Regions from separate parts of the Mus musculus genome. Here regions 2, 3 and 4 are each linked to region 1. Evidence: chromatin contacts called from public Hi-C and HiChIP or PLAC-seq data. All regions are on one chromosome and are shown on one strand. Each heading gives the region's core, a stretch centred on a gene start, on an enhancer-like site or on the middle of the called end of the contact. The rest is flanking DNA. Distances are from core to core; before and after follow the strand shown. Region 1 has its middle 48 kb from the start of Fchsd2. Region 2 overlaps Pde2a (phosphodiesterase 2A, cGMP-stimulated). Region 3 holds the start of Pde2a (phosphodiesterase 2A, cGMP-stimulated). Region 4 holds the start of Stard10 (START domain containing 10).

Region 1 (2,534 bases), core at 10-2,509:
TGGTAGGATGGTTCAGTGGATAACGCTACTTGCTGCAAAGCCAACCAACCTGAGTTTGCTCCTCAGGACCCGAAGGATGGAAGAAGAACCAACTCCTGAAAGTTGTCATTTGGCGGGTGGAGTGGGGTTGGGGAAGTGGGAGGTGGAGAGAGAGAGAGAGAGAGAGAGAGAGAGAATGAGAATAAACCAGGCATGGATGCGTTGCGTGGGATGATGTTTCATGGGGTGATGTTGCGAGGACAAGCAGGATTGGAATTTGAGGTTTCATCGCTGGCTGCCGGGACCAGAGGCTCCGGGTTCTGGGTTTCCTCGACTCTTTCACGGGCAGACAGCGCCACCTGGGGTCCAATCCATGGGACTTGAATCCCTCTGGAGATCCCACTCAGAACTCTCTGGGGATAGAAGGAATGAGCTGGGCACTGGGGATAAAAATGCTAAGATGGGTCACCAGCAGCTCTACTGGAGTCACCCACGGAAGTTCGGCCAGGGTTCCCGCTCTTGCCGCGTCTGCTCTAACCGCCACGGTCTGATCCGCAAATACGGGCTGAACTTGTGCCGCCAGTGCTTCCGGCAGTACGCGAATGACTAAGGACTAAGTTGGACTAAGCGACCTTGAATGGATTGTTCGACTGATTACCAAGCAGAACCAATCATGCTAGTCTTTGTGCACAAAGAATAAAAATGTGAAGAACTTAAAAAAAAAAAAAAAAGCTATTCCATGCAGGCAGGCCGGAGGCGCAATAGTAGAGGCCGCAGGCACAATAGTAGAGGACCACTCTACTGGATGAGAATCAGGGATGCTTTGATGGGGACCTGCAGGGTAGAGGTCACGGATTTGGAGTTAAACCTTTGTCTTGCAAGAGTGAATGGTACTCAGTTCAGGAACAGGCTGTGAAACCCATGGAGAGCTTGGTGCGTTGGCAAATGCTGGTAACAGCATTAGGCAAGTAGAGGAAGGAGGATAAGGAGGCCAAGTTTGTAACAAGCTATGTTGGAAGTTCGAGGTCAGCCTGAGCCGCGTGAGACTCCGTTGGTGACTCCGTGTGTGAGAACACTGGACAAGCATGAAGACCTAGGTTCAGATTCCATCACTAAGTTTTTTTGGTTTTGTTTTTAACATAGGTCTCTGTTGCTATGATGAAATACCACGACTTGGGAAGGAAAGGGTTTCTTTTTTTTTACAGCTTACAGCACTTCATTGGAAGGAAGTTGGGGCAGGAACTAAAGCAGAAACCACAAAGAAATGTTGTTTCCTGGCTTGCTCGGCAGGGGCTTGCTCGCTGCTTTCTTATACCACCAATGCCCGTTTGCCCAGGAATGGCCCTGCCCCATTGGGCTGGGTCATCCCATGTCAATCATTAATTGCCTACAGACAATAGGATGGAGGTATTTTACCAACTAAGATTCCTCTTCCCAGATAACTCCAGCTTGTGTCAAGTTGATAAAAACCCCTCAAGCTGGAGTTATCTATATCTAGCCTATAACCCTAGCTTCTGGGAGGTAGAAGCAAAAGGATCCCTGGGGCTTGCCCATCAGTGAGAAACCCTGTCTGGAAAGGCTTAGGACATTCTTCTGCGTTCTCCTCGGGCCTCCCTGCAAGTGCAAGGACACGTGCACCCATGCTCTCACATACAAGTCTACCAGATTAACACACCTCACCACACAGATGCTCAAACATAAGCATTCTTAAAGCATGGAGAAGGCATTGTGAGTGTAAATGTGGCTGCTTTGATTTTACTTTTGTATTTGTGCTAAGAATCAAATAACTTTACCAAGAACTCCCACACACACACCTCTCTTCCACCACCACCCTGCCCCCCCCCCCCGCCTTCCCCCCTCCTCTCCCTGCCTCCCCCTTCTTCCTTTTCCATTTGTTGCTGTTGTTTTCAAAACAAGGTTTCTCTGTGTAGCCCTGGCTGTCCTGGAACTCACTCTGTAGACCAGGCTGGCTTCAAACTCACAGAGATCTGCCTGCCTCTGCCTCCCAAGTGCTGGGATTAAAGGAGTATGCCATCACCACCTGGCTCTCTTCCTTCTTTTAAAATGAAAACAGTTGCTTACTTTATTTCTCCATCTAAACTGGCATTTAGCTTTATAAATTTTATGTGCGTGCACACACCTGCTTCTCAGTATGTATGTCATGTGCTTGCAGGTGCCCTCAGAGGCCAGGAGAACCTGGGTTCTCTGCAAGAGCAGCAAATGCTCTTAGCCACTAAGCCATCTCTCCAGCCCCATACACGAGCACTTTTTTTACCTCTCATTTTTCTCTGTTCACTGAAGAAAATTCATAAAATAGGAGTATGTATATATCTATATATATGTATATGTATATGTATGCATATATATATATGCAATCTGTCACCCTACACCTTAACTTCCTGCTGCTGGTATTACGGTATTAATCGTCCATCCGAATTTTCAGTTCTCCTTTCACAGACTCAGGCCACCCCTTCTTTAGAAGCTCAATATGCAGATGATTCTGTGCATCCACAGACTTTGACTTCTTGCCACTATTCCCTAGACAATGCAGTGTG
Region 2 (2,534 bases), core at 25-2,524, 440 kb before region 1:
CTGCAGCTGCAGGGGGACAGACAGAGCCAGGCTGAGGGCGGGGCTGGAACACCCGCTAGCCTCTCTGGGTTTTTCAGGATTGTAGAAGAGAAGAGAGGGTGGGGTGTCCCAATCTGAACAGAGGTGATGGGGTCAAGGGTCTGTTGGTCTTTGGAGAGAGAGAGGGTGGAAGAGGAGATAGATGCTCAGGGACTCACATATTGAAGGACTTTGAGCTGCAGAGAAGTAGCATCCAAGTCAAAGAGTTCCCCTGCAAGAACAAGGCTGAAATCAGAGAGGGCTCTGCCTTGCCTGGGGGCTGCTTCCAGGCTCCACCCCTGCCTCTCCTCAGGCTCCGCCCCTGTCTCTCCTCAGGCTCCACCCCTGTCTCTCCTCAGGCTCCACCCCTGCCTCTCCTCAGGCACCGCCCCTGTCTCTCCTCAGGCTCCGCCCCTGTCTCTCCTCAGGCTCCGCCCCATCTCTCCTCAGGCTCCACCCCTGCCTCTCCTCAGGCTCCACCCCTGCTTCTCCTCAGGCTCCACCCCTGCCTTGCTTAAGGCTCCACCCCTGACTCTCAGGCTCCGCCCCTACCTCGCCTCAGGCTCCACAAGACCACCCAGAACACCCACATGCTTTCCAAGTGTTATCTGGGTTCTGCCTTGTGTTATAACTCACCTCTCAGGTCCCGCCCACTCCAGAGACCTGGCCCTGCCCCTCCAGGATCGACCCTATCCTATAGACCTGCCCGAGTTTGGCCCTCACCACACAGTTGCAGGATCTTTCGGTCATGGTCGGTGTACCCCTTCTCATCCTTTTGATCTTCAGAGGCATCCACTGACGTGTTCTGAACAGCTTCAGGCCTGCGCTGCTGCAGGGCCTGCACCCTCCGCAGGGCTACCAGAGCCTAGGGGACGGCCGAGTGGTCAGCATGACCTTGCCGTTCAGTGTCACTACCTGACTCCCCTCCTTAGCTCAAACAAATCCCTCTTGGGTCCCCCATAATGTTCATTGCCTATCCCTGTTCTGGTTCCAAACAATTCAACCCGCTGGTCCCTCCACTTCCTAGGAGCTCCCACTGTCCTTAGAGCCTCGCTTCTTCCACGGCTAAGTATAGCTGCCCCCGGACCCCCGCTCGCAGACTCTTCAAAAGAGGATCAGATTTCCTGTCTAACACCACCCTGATTAAGATCACAGACTCCTGAAACATTAGGCAGAAAAGAGCCTCAGTTATACACAGGGTCTTTGACTCATCACTAACCCAGCTAAGTTAGCGCTATGTTACCCCATCTTCAGTTGTGAAACTGCTTGCTCAAGGTGGTCACGCTGGAACCAGAAGCCAGGCCTGTCCAGCTCTCTGGCCAGATCGTCTTTCCTACAAGCTCTGGTAAGGATCCTCAGCAGCCCCTGTGTTACCACGATCCTACCCGACTCACGTGCTTCTCTACCACCTGCAAGCTCTGTTCCTCACTGTCACTCAGCTGGCCACAGTGCACCTGGAGAGAAGGGAGAAGCGACCAGATGTGACCTTCCCCAGTCTGTCTTCACTTGCATGTCCTCCCGTGGCCAGCTCAACACCAGTTGCCACCAATACAGTCTATGACCTCCATGTAAGCCAGGCAGCTAGCTCTGAAGGTGACTTTCCCAAGGAAGACGTCCAGGGCAGGTGATAAGAGTGGAACTTTCCTGTCTGTCCCATCACTTTCCACGCTTACTGTTCCGTTCCTGGAGCAAACTGTGCCACAGACAGCCCAGTCCAGGTATACAGAGTCAGGAAGGCGGACCTCAGACCCTTCTCCATCGTCCACACACGGAGCGCTTCAGGCCCTGATTAGAGGATTTGTGGAATTGGCTTTAGCCTCCAGCTCCATCCGTTCTGAGTGGGGTTTGAGTTGCCCTTACATCTGGGGTTAAAGAAGGGAGCCCAGGCATGACTGACACCTGCCAGGAAGCTGTGCACAGATGAATGGGCTGAGGGAGGGAGTGCTTTTTGCCTTACACATGGTTCTCACCATGGGGAGATGCAATCTTCCCCTTACAGATGAGCCAGGGAGGCCAGAGGTGGGGGACCTTCCGAAAATCATCAAGCAGAAAGTAGCAGCGTTAGGACATCTCTATCCACCCCTCCCCTTCCCGCTTCCATGTTGACTCTCTAGATTCATTCTTACCACGCGGTTATCCTCCCCTGTCCTGTGTCCCTGTGCTAGTTAGTCACCAGGGCTCACTTCAGCCATCTTTCATGCTCTTCCTCTAGCACTCTTGGGTGTTTAAGAGGGAAATGTGGAGAAACGGGGATGGAAAAAAGCAGAGATGACAGCCTAGGGACCCATGGTGGCCCGCCAACAAGGCTTCCTCCCCACCTGCTGTCTCAACTTCCTTAGCTTACTCAAAGCTGTTCGCCACCTGTGGGGCTCCCACAGTGCTCGCAGGGGGTGTGGGCTTCATCCTGCTTCCCTCACCCAGCAGCCCCTGCCTGCCTCCCTGCGCTGGGTCCCCTGCCAGGAACAGATGAGGAGGAGGAGACCAGCAGGAAGCTCACAGGCTGGCCAGGAGCGGGA
Region 3 (2,534 bases), core at 12-2,511, 390 kb before region 1:
CCACCATATATTTTGGGCACCCTGAGGGCAACGTTCTCCATGTTTAAGCCCTTGGACTTGAGTCCATCCTATGCCATACCTGAGAACACAGGCACAGGTGGAGGTCCTAGAGGCTCCAGCCCTGTCTTCTGAGCCGGTTCCCCCACGACCCAAAGTAGAGGCAGACATGTAGGGAAGGCATGGTCACAGAAAGACCCTAGCACAAAGATAGAGACCTACAGAAACTGAAGGGCTGAACAGACCAGGAGAGGTAGGCAGCCTGGAGCAACACACTAAACAAGAGAACAGCAGAGGGGCCAAAGGATGATGCACTCAGAAATTTGGGAACTGGAAGAATGATATGGGACTATCACATCTAGAGGCTGGGAGGCAACAGGAGGAGACTGGAGGTCTGTGTAAAAGATGAGGACTGGGAGGGGGCAGTCTGGCAGAGGAGAAGAGAGAATCTGGGTTTTAAAAGGGGGTTGGACCCTTGGGTTGGGTGGAAGATGGTGACTAGAATCTAGATGATTAGTAAGGATGGGGAGTAAGACTTTATAAAATAGAAGATAGAGGTTTGGGGGTGAGGTCCTACTTATGAGGTAAAGTTCTCTGCAGCCAGGGGCTTAGGGGATATGGGTGTGCCTGGAATCTGATATGTACAGTAGAGAGCCAGAGGTTTGAGAGGGGAGTGGGACTAACCTGGGAGGAGGGAACTCCGGGTTTATACAGAGCTGTTAATGTGGCTGAGGGGGGCAACGAGGATTAGGACTTCGGGGCTTGGGATGGAGGAGTTCTAGATGCGAAGCAGAGTCAGAATCTGGAGGGGCATTTGAACTATGAGCCGAAGAATCAAGGACCCCCTCTGGGTATGGCTGCAGTCCCATTCAGTACAAGACGGGTTCCAAACTAAGGGAAGGGTCCCCTCTTAAAGGAAGGTTCAGGAGAGAGTAGACCGTGGGGCAGACGACTGCAAGCTCTTCAGAAGACCGGGCCCTCACCGGGCTCTCCCTGGACACCCGCTTCTCCCTGTTACCCAGAATGGGGGGGGGGGGGGCCTCCTACCTGCAGGCTGTCGGCGCATGGCTGCGGCGGCGGCTCGTCCGGCTTGAGGAAGACCTGCTGGCCCCGCCTGAGGAATTGGACAACAGCGATGAGGATGTGGTGCAACACCAGGACCATGCTCGCAGCCGCCCGCCCGCCCCTCCAGCCCGGCCCGCTGCACTCGGTCAGCGCGTCCGCAACAGCTTCGCCGGTCCGCGCGAGGGTCCGCCCTGGTCCCGCCCCGCCCCCGCCCCCGTCCCGCCCCAGGCCTCCAGGCCCCGCCTACGTTTCTGCTACCGGGGACAGCACTTCAACGCCTTCCAAAGATCGGACCCCACCCGATCCCGGCCGGCTTGCTCCCTGCCAGGCCTTCACCCTCTCAAGTCTCCTGCAGCGGGTCGGCTACGAGGGCTCCCACTCCTCGGTCGCCTCTCAGCCTTCGCTGCCTTCCGCTTATCCCATTGTCACTCCTCCTATGTGGTAGGGCCCCTCCCAGAGTCCCGCGCACTGTCGCACCACATTCTCTCCCCATCACTTGGACTTCAGTAGCCCGGCCAGAACCCCGAGGCCGAGTCCAGCGCAGTGCGGGGAGAGGGGCCGCGGCCACAGTCCGGGAGCCCCGAGGTCCTTTCACTCCTTCCAGTACAGAGGGTAGAGGAAAGTGAGGGAGAAATTTAGAGGTCGCTCCAAAATGGGACGAGCCCTGAAGCGGTAGCAGATCTGTGAAGGAGACACGTGCGCCCTGACACACACAGGCGCACCGTTCCCAAATGTGGGGTGAGAGCACTGGGTTCCTAAGGCTACCAGATAGGCCTTCATCGGCGTCCCAGGAGGCTGAAAAGGGTGCAAGCCCCAGGGCCATCTAGTCCGCAGTTCCGCGGTGGGACCCCGAGAGCTGGGAGCGCATTTCTCTGCAGAGCCGCCTCTGTGCTCAGGCACTTGCAGCAGCCGTGACGCTCCTGCGCCCCCTGGTGTTCTATCGCAAAGGTGCACCCTGACCCCAGTAGGGGATGGCTGGAGGGATGAGGGGACATTTGTGTAACTTGGGTCAAACCCCTTGCCTGGACCAACCTGTTTTCTAGCCTCTGCTTGCTATAAGATGGGCTAAGGCACAGGACGAGTCTATATCAAATGGTGAATTTGGGTCTTCCTGGATTTTGCCAGTGTAACTTTAGCTTGATCCCCTTCCCATTGGGTGTCAGTTGTCCCACAGGGCTGCCAGAAGACAAAAACTTGGAATGATGGTGAGACAGACAGACTCCTGACAGCCCTCACTGTGACTTTCCCTGGTTCTCCTTTCTGCGCTACTGCCCCTCTTCCTGTACTTCCCTCTCCCCCCAGCCCTTGGAAGGTGACTCAGTGAGCCCCCTGCTCCTTGCCTCATAGATGTGATTCATTTGGGCCCTTTCCCCCTGGGGAGCAATTTCCCCAGTGTTGAGTCACTGAGCCCAGTGCTGGACACGGTCCCAGCACCTGGCACAGGCTTGGAAGTGTCCTAGCTGTCCCAGTAG
Region 4 (2,534 bases), core at 22-2,521, 260 kb before region 1:
GCAGAAGACCCATCGCGGGCTAGAGAACCCCGGGTGAAGGAGGAAGTGGGCCGTTCACCTACCTAGTGGGTCAAACTAAGGGTCCAAGCAGAAGCTACTCTGAAAGACAGACCTTTGAGAGACACTATTCCCCTAAGTGTACCTGGCCATCACCCATCTCCCAAACACACAGGCATGCCTAGGTTAGAACCCGGGTCATATGGCCCATGTGTGTCCTCTGGTTTATATTAGGAGACTCTGAGCTCACATGCACCCCTCTATGGGTCCCTGGTCTGAGTATGGGCGAGGAGATTCCTGTGAGAGACAGTTCGGGAGGAGTGGAGGCTGCAGGTACCACAGGGCAATCCTACCTTGATCTTGTGCAGAGTTCGATCCATCTCCACAGCCTGCACCCACACAGACACGCCGGCCTTGCTGTAGGTCAGGTTCCAGCCCACCTCGGCCTCACACTCTGACCGGAAACTGCGGAAGTCCTGGTCATCGGGCACCTGGACACTTTCACGGCCCAAGGCGGGCCGAGACCCTTGGGGTTCTGTTGAGGCAGCTGGCTTTTCCATAGGGAGCGTGGGGAGGCCCGGGGCCCTGGTCCTAGTCCGACTCTCCTGGGTCCTCCGCGGAGGCTCAGACAACGTCGACGCGGCTGCAGATGCTGACGCCACCTTCCTGGGACCTGCAAGACCGGTTTGGGGACCAGAGTCAGTGCGCTGGGGGCGCGGGTGGGGCTAGCCGGGGTCCCGGACCAGCGGACAGCTTGAAAAGGGCAGGTACTGGCCCCAGGCGGTTGTGCACCGGCACAGGACAGTCACTTGGGCCACCCTCCCACAAGGAGCGACCTCATACTTCCCTGGAGCGGCAGTAGGATTGCTGCGTAGCGGGTGCAGGAGCCCGCGAGAGCCGGGCGGGACTCTGGGGGATCGCAAGTGCGGGTCTGGCACGGAGTCCTCGCGCGGTGCTGGCCGGACTCGCACAACTAACTCAGCAGCAAGCCGCGCGGGGCCGTGGTGGGGGCGGGTGTGGTGGCGGAGTCTCACCTGTGCGGGCTTCTCTGCCGGGGCCCGCCGGGGCCGGTGTGCGAGCTCTTCCGCCGCCGCCGCTGCCTCCGCTGCCCGGGCGACCGGGGGCCGCGCGGGGACCCTGGGGGGAGGAGCAGTGGGTCCCGCCGCCGGCCCCGCCCCGCTCCGCGCCCCCCGCCCCGCGCGCCCCCTCCGCCCTCCTCCCTCCCGCTAGGCTCGGGGCTCCCGGGCTCCGCTCGCCTCGCTCGGTATTTTCCAGGCTGCGGAGGTAAGAACTGCGGGAGCACCGAGCCCCGCCCCGCCCCGCCCCGCCGGGTCCTAGCGCCCGCCCCCGTAAGCCCCGGGGAAGGGGCAAAGTCCGGGGAGAGATGTAGACTATCAGAGGACCGGGGACCTGTGAGCAGGAACCACATAGCGAAGTAACAAAGTAGCCTGGGCTCTCAGAGTAAGGTTGAGGTGCCAAGAGAGATTCTGGAAGTTAACTGAGAGCCTCTTCTCTACTCTTCGCTCCCACCCTTGCAGGTACACGCTTCTGCAACAGCTTATTCACACACACAACACTTCAGAGATTCAAGGGTGGGCACACACCCTCATGACAATTGAAAGACTAACTAGCAGGAATAGGGATGACAGCCCCTCAGTAACTAAATTAGAAATGGCGACAGCCTGCAAGCCCCAAGAACCAAGAGCATAACAAGCCTCCTCCACACACCCAACTCAATTTTCCAGTAGGGTGTGCAAACCCAGCCGGAAGTTGATCCGACTTTAAAGGCTCAAGGTTCAAAGGCTGGCCAGAATTTGGCAAAATTTCCACTTCAGCCTCACTCTGGCCAGAGAGAGGTCCTGAGCCAGCAACCTCTTACATCCCTATTTGGCAGCTTCCAAACCCACCCCTCTTTAGCTCTCAGCCATTTACCCACACCTCCCCTAGGCGAAGACCAGTTCTCAAAAGCACAGGGCTGCAGAACACTGGAGCACAGGCCCCCTCCACCCCTCTGTAGAATAGAGTGGACCAGAGCTCTACTCTGTAGCCTGATGTAAATTCTGTCCACTAACTCTTCTGCCTACTCTTCCATTCTGGGAGCCCTGTCCCATCTACCCAGTGAAAGCTAGGGCCAGGCCAGTATGAGCATGGCAGTCTTGTCACTGTCTGGGCCAGAGACGAGCAGGGAAAGCCTTTGGTGTGCTCCTCTGGATATTAGGAGCAATAAGTGACTACCACTGACCTAGTAGTACCAGAGTCTGCTAATGGCTATTCCCACCAGTGCCAGAGTACCAAGCCTCTGCCACCCAGGCTCCTTCTGTGCCCTCTGCATTCTCCCCCTGGTCCCTCAGAAGTCACCTCTTATCTCCACCATGTAGATTTCTTTTCTTACAGGTGTTAAAAGAAAACCGCAGACTCAGCACTGTAGGTTCACAAATAGATGTGCTTTTTTTTTTTTTTCCCTGAAGTGCTCAGGGCTCTGAGATCTTTGTAAATCATGCCCACTTTTAAAATAAGCAGGAAACTGGATGTGGTAG

Evidence for each region. Hi-C and Micro-C count contacts between places; a contact is called where the count stands out from the background. HiChIP or PLAC-seq counts read pairs in DNA pulled down with a chosen protein or histone mark.
Region 2: a Hi-C map of embryonic stem cells shows a contact between it and region 1, with 3 times the contacts expected there. The contact joins two enhancer-like sites. A contact is called at or near these places in 2 of 15 datasets of contacts at CTCF or cohesin (embryonic stem cells and large pre-B cells), 24 of 484 Hi-C or Micro-C datasets (B cells, the Ba/F3 cell line, CD8 T cells and 10 more), 8 of 115 datasets of contacts at active chromatin or transcription factors (embryonic stem cells, large pre-B cells, microglia and 1 more) and 1 of 9 other capture datasets (embryonic stem cells).
Region 3: an H3K4me3 HiChIP or PLAC-seq map of pro-B cells shows a contact between it and region 1, with 2.9 times the contacts expected there. The contact joins the promoter of Pde2a here to the enhancer-like site in region 1. A contact is called at or near these places in 1 of 15 datasets of contacts at CTCF or cohesin (embryonic stem cells), 2 of 484 Hi-C or Micro-C datasets (differentiating embryonic stem cells and embryonic stem cells), 6 of 115 datasets of contacts at active chromatin or transcription factors (the 230-238 cell line, bone marrow-derived macrophages, embryonic stem cells and 3 more) and 1 of 9 other capture datasets (embryonic stem cells).
Region 4: a contact with region 1 is called in an H3K27ac HiChIP or PLAC-seq map of extraembryonic endoderm stem cells. The contact joins the promoter of Stard10 here to the enhancer-like site in region 1. A contact is called at or near these places in 19 of 39 promoter capture datasets (3T3-L1-derived adipocytes, the C10 cell line, the HPC-7 cell line and 12 more), 2 of 15 datasets of contacts at CTCF or cohesin (the NIH/3T3 cell line and embryonic stem cells), 5 of 484 Hi-C or Micro-C datasets (B cells, cerebral cortex, embryonic stem cells and 2 more), 22 of 115 datasets of contacts at active chromatin or transcription factors (SST interneurons, Th17 cells, bone marrow-derived macrophages and 16 more) and 3 of 9 other capture datasets (embryonic stem cells, macrophages and pancreatic islet).

What each region holds. Positions count from the first base shown.
Region 1 is chr7:101,059,381-101,061,914 of GRCm38.p6, reverse strand. It overlaps the pseudogene Gm5735. Among named protein-coding and RNA genes, the nearest start is that of Fchsd2, 48 kb to the left of the region's middle. Within about 2 kb of position 1,259, at least 92 of the 459 cell types and tissues checked have an H3K27ac peak or open chromatin away from gene starts, as enhancers often do. A contact at or near this core is called in the 230-238 cell line, B cells, the HPC-7 cell line and 7 more, where this site is marked.
Region 2 is chr7:101,499,326-101,501,859 of GRCm38.p6, reverse strand. Pde2a (phosphodiesterase 2A, cGMP-stimulated) reads right to left here. Exons shown (of 30, transcript NM_001143849.2): 6 at 1,413-1,472; 7 at 742-883; 8 at 198-250; 9 at 1-6. Among named protein-coding and RNA genes, the nearest start is that of Mir139, 25 kb to the right of the region's middle. Within about 2 kb of position 1,274, at least 29 of the 459 cell types and tissues checked have an H3K27ac peak or open chromatin away from gene starts, as enhancers often do.
Region 3 is chr7:101,449,979-101,452,512 of GRCm38.p6, reverse strand. Pde2a (phosphodiesterase 2A, cGMP-stimulated) reads right to left here and starts at 1,261. Exons shown (of 30, transcript NM_001143849.2): 1 at 1,045-1,261. The coding sequence starts at 1,161.
Region 4 is chr7:101,319,850-101,322,383 of GRCm38.p6, reverse strand. Stard10 (START domain containing 10) reads right to left here and starts at 1,271. Exons shown (of 7, transcript NM_019990.5): 1 at 1,032-1,271; 2 at 351-670. The coding sequence starts at 557.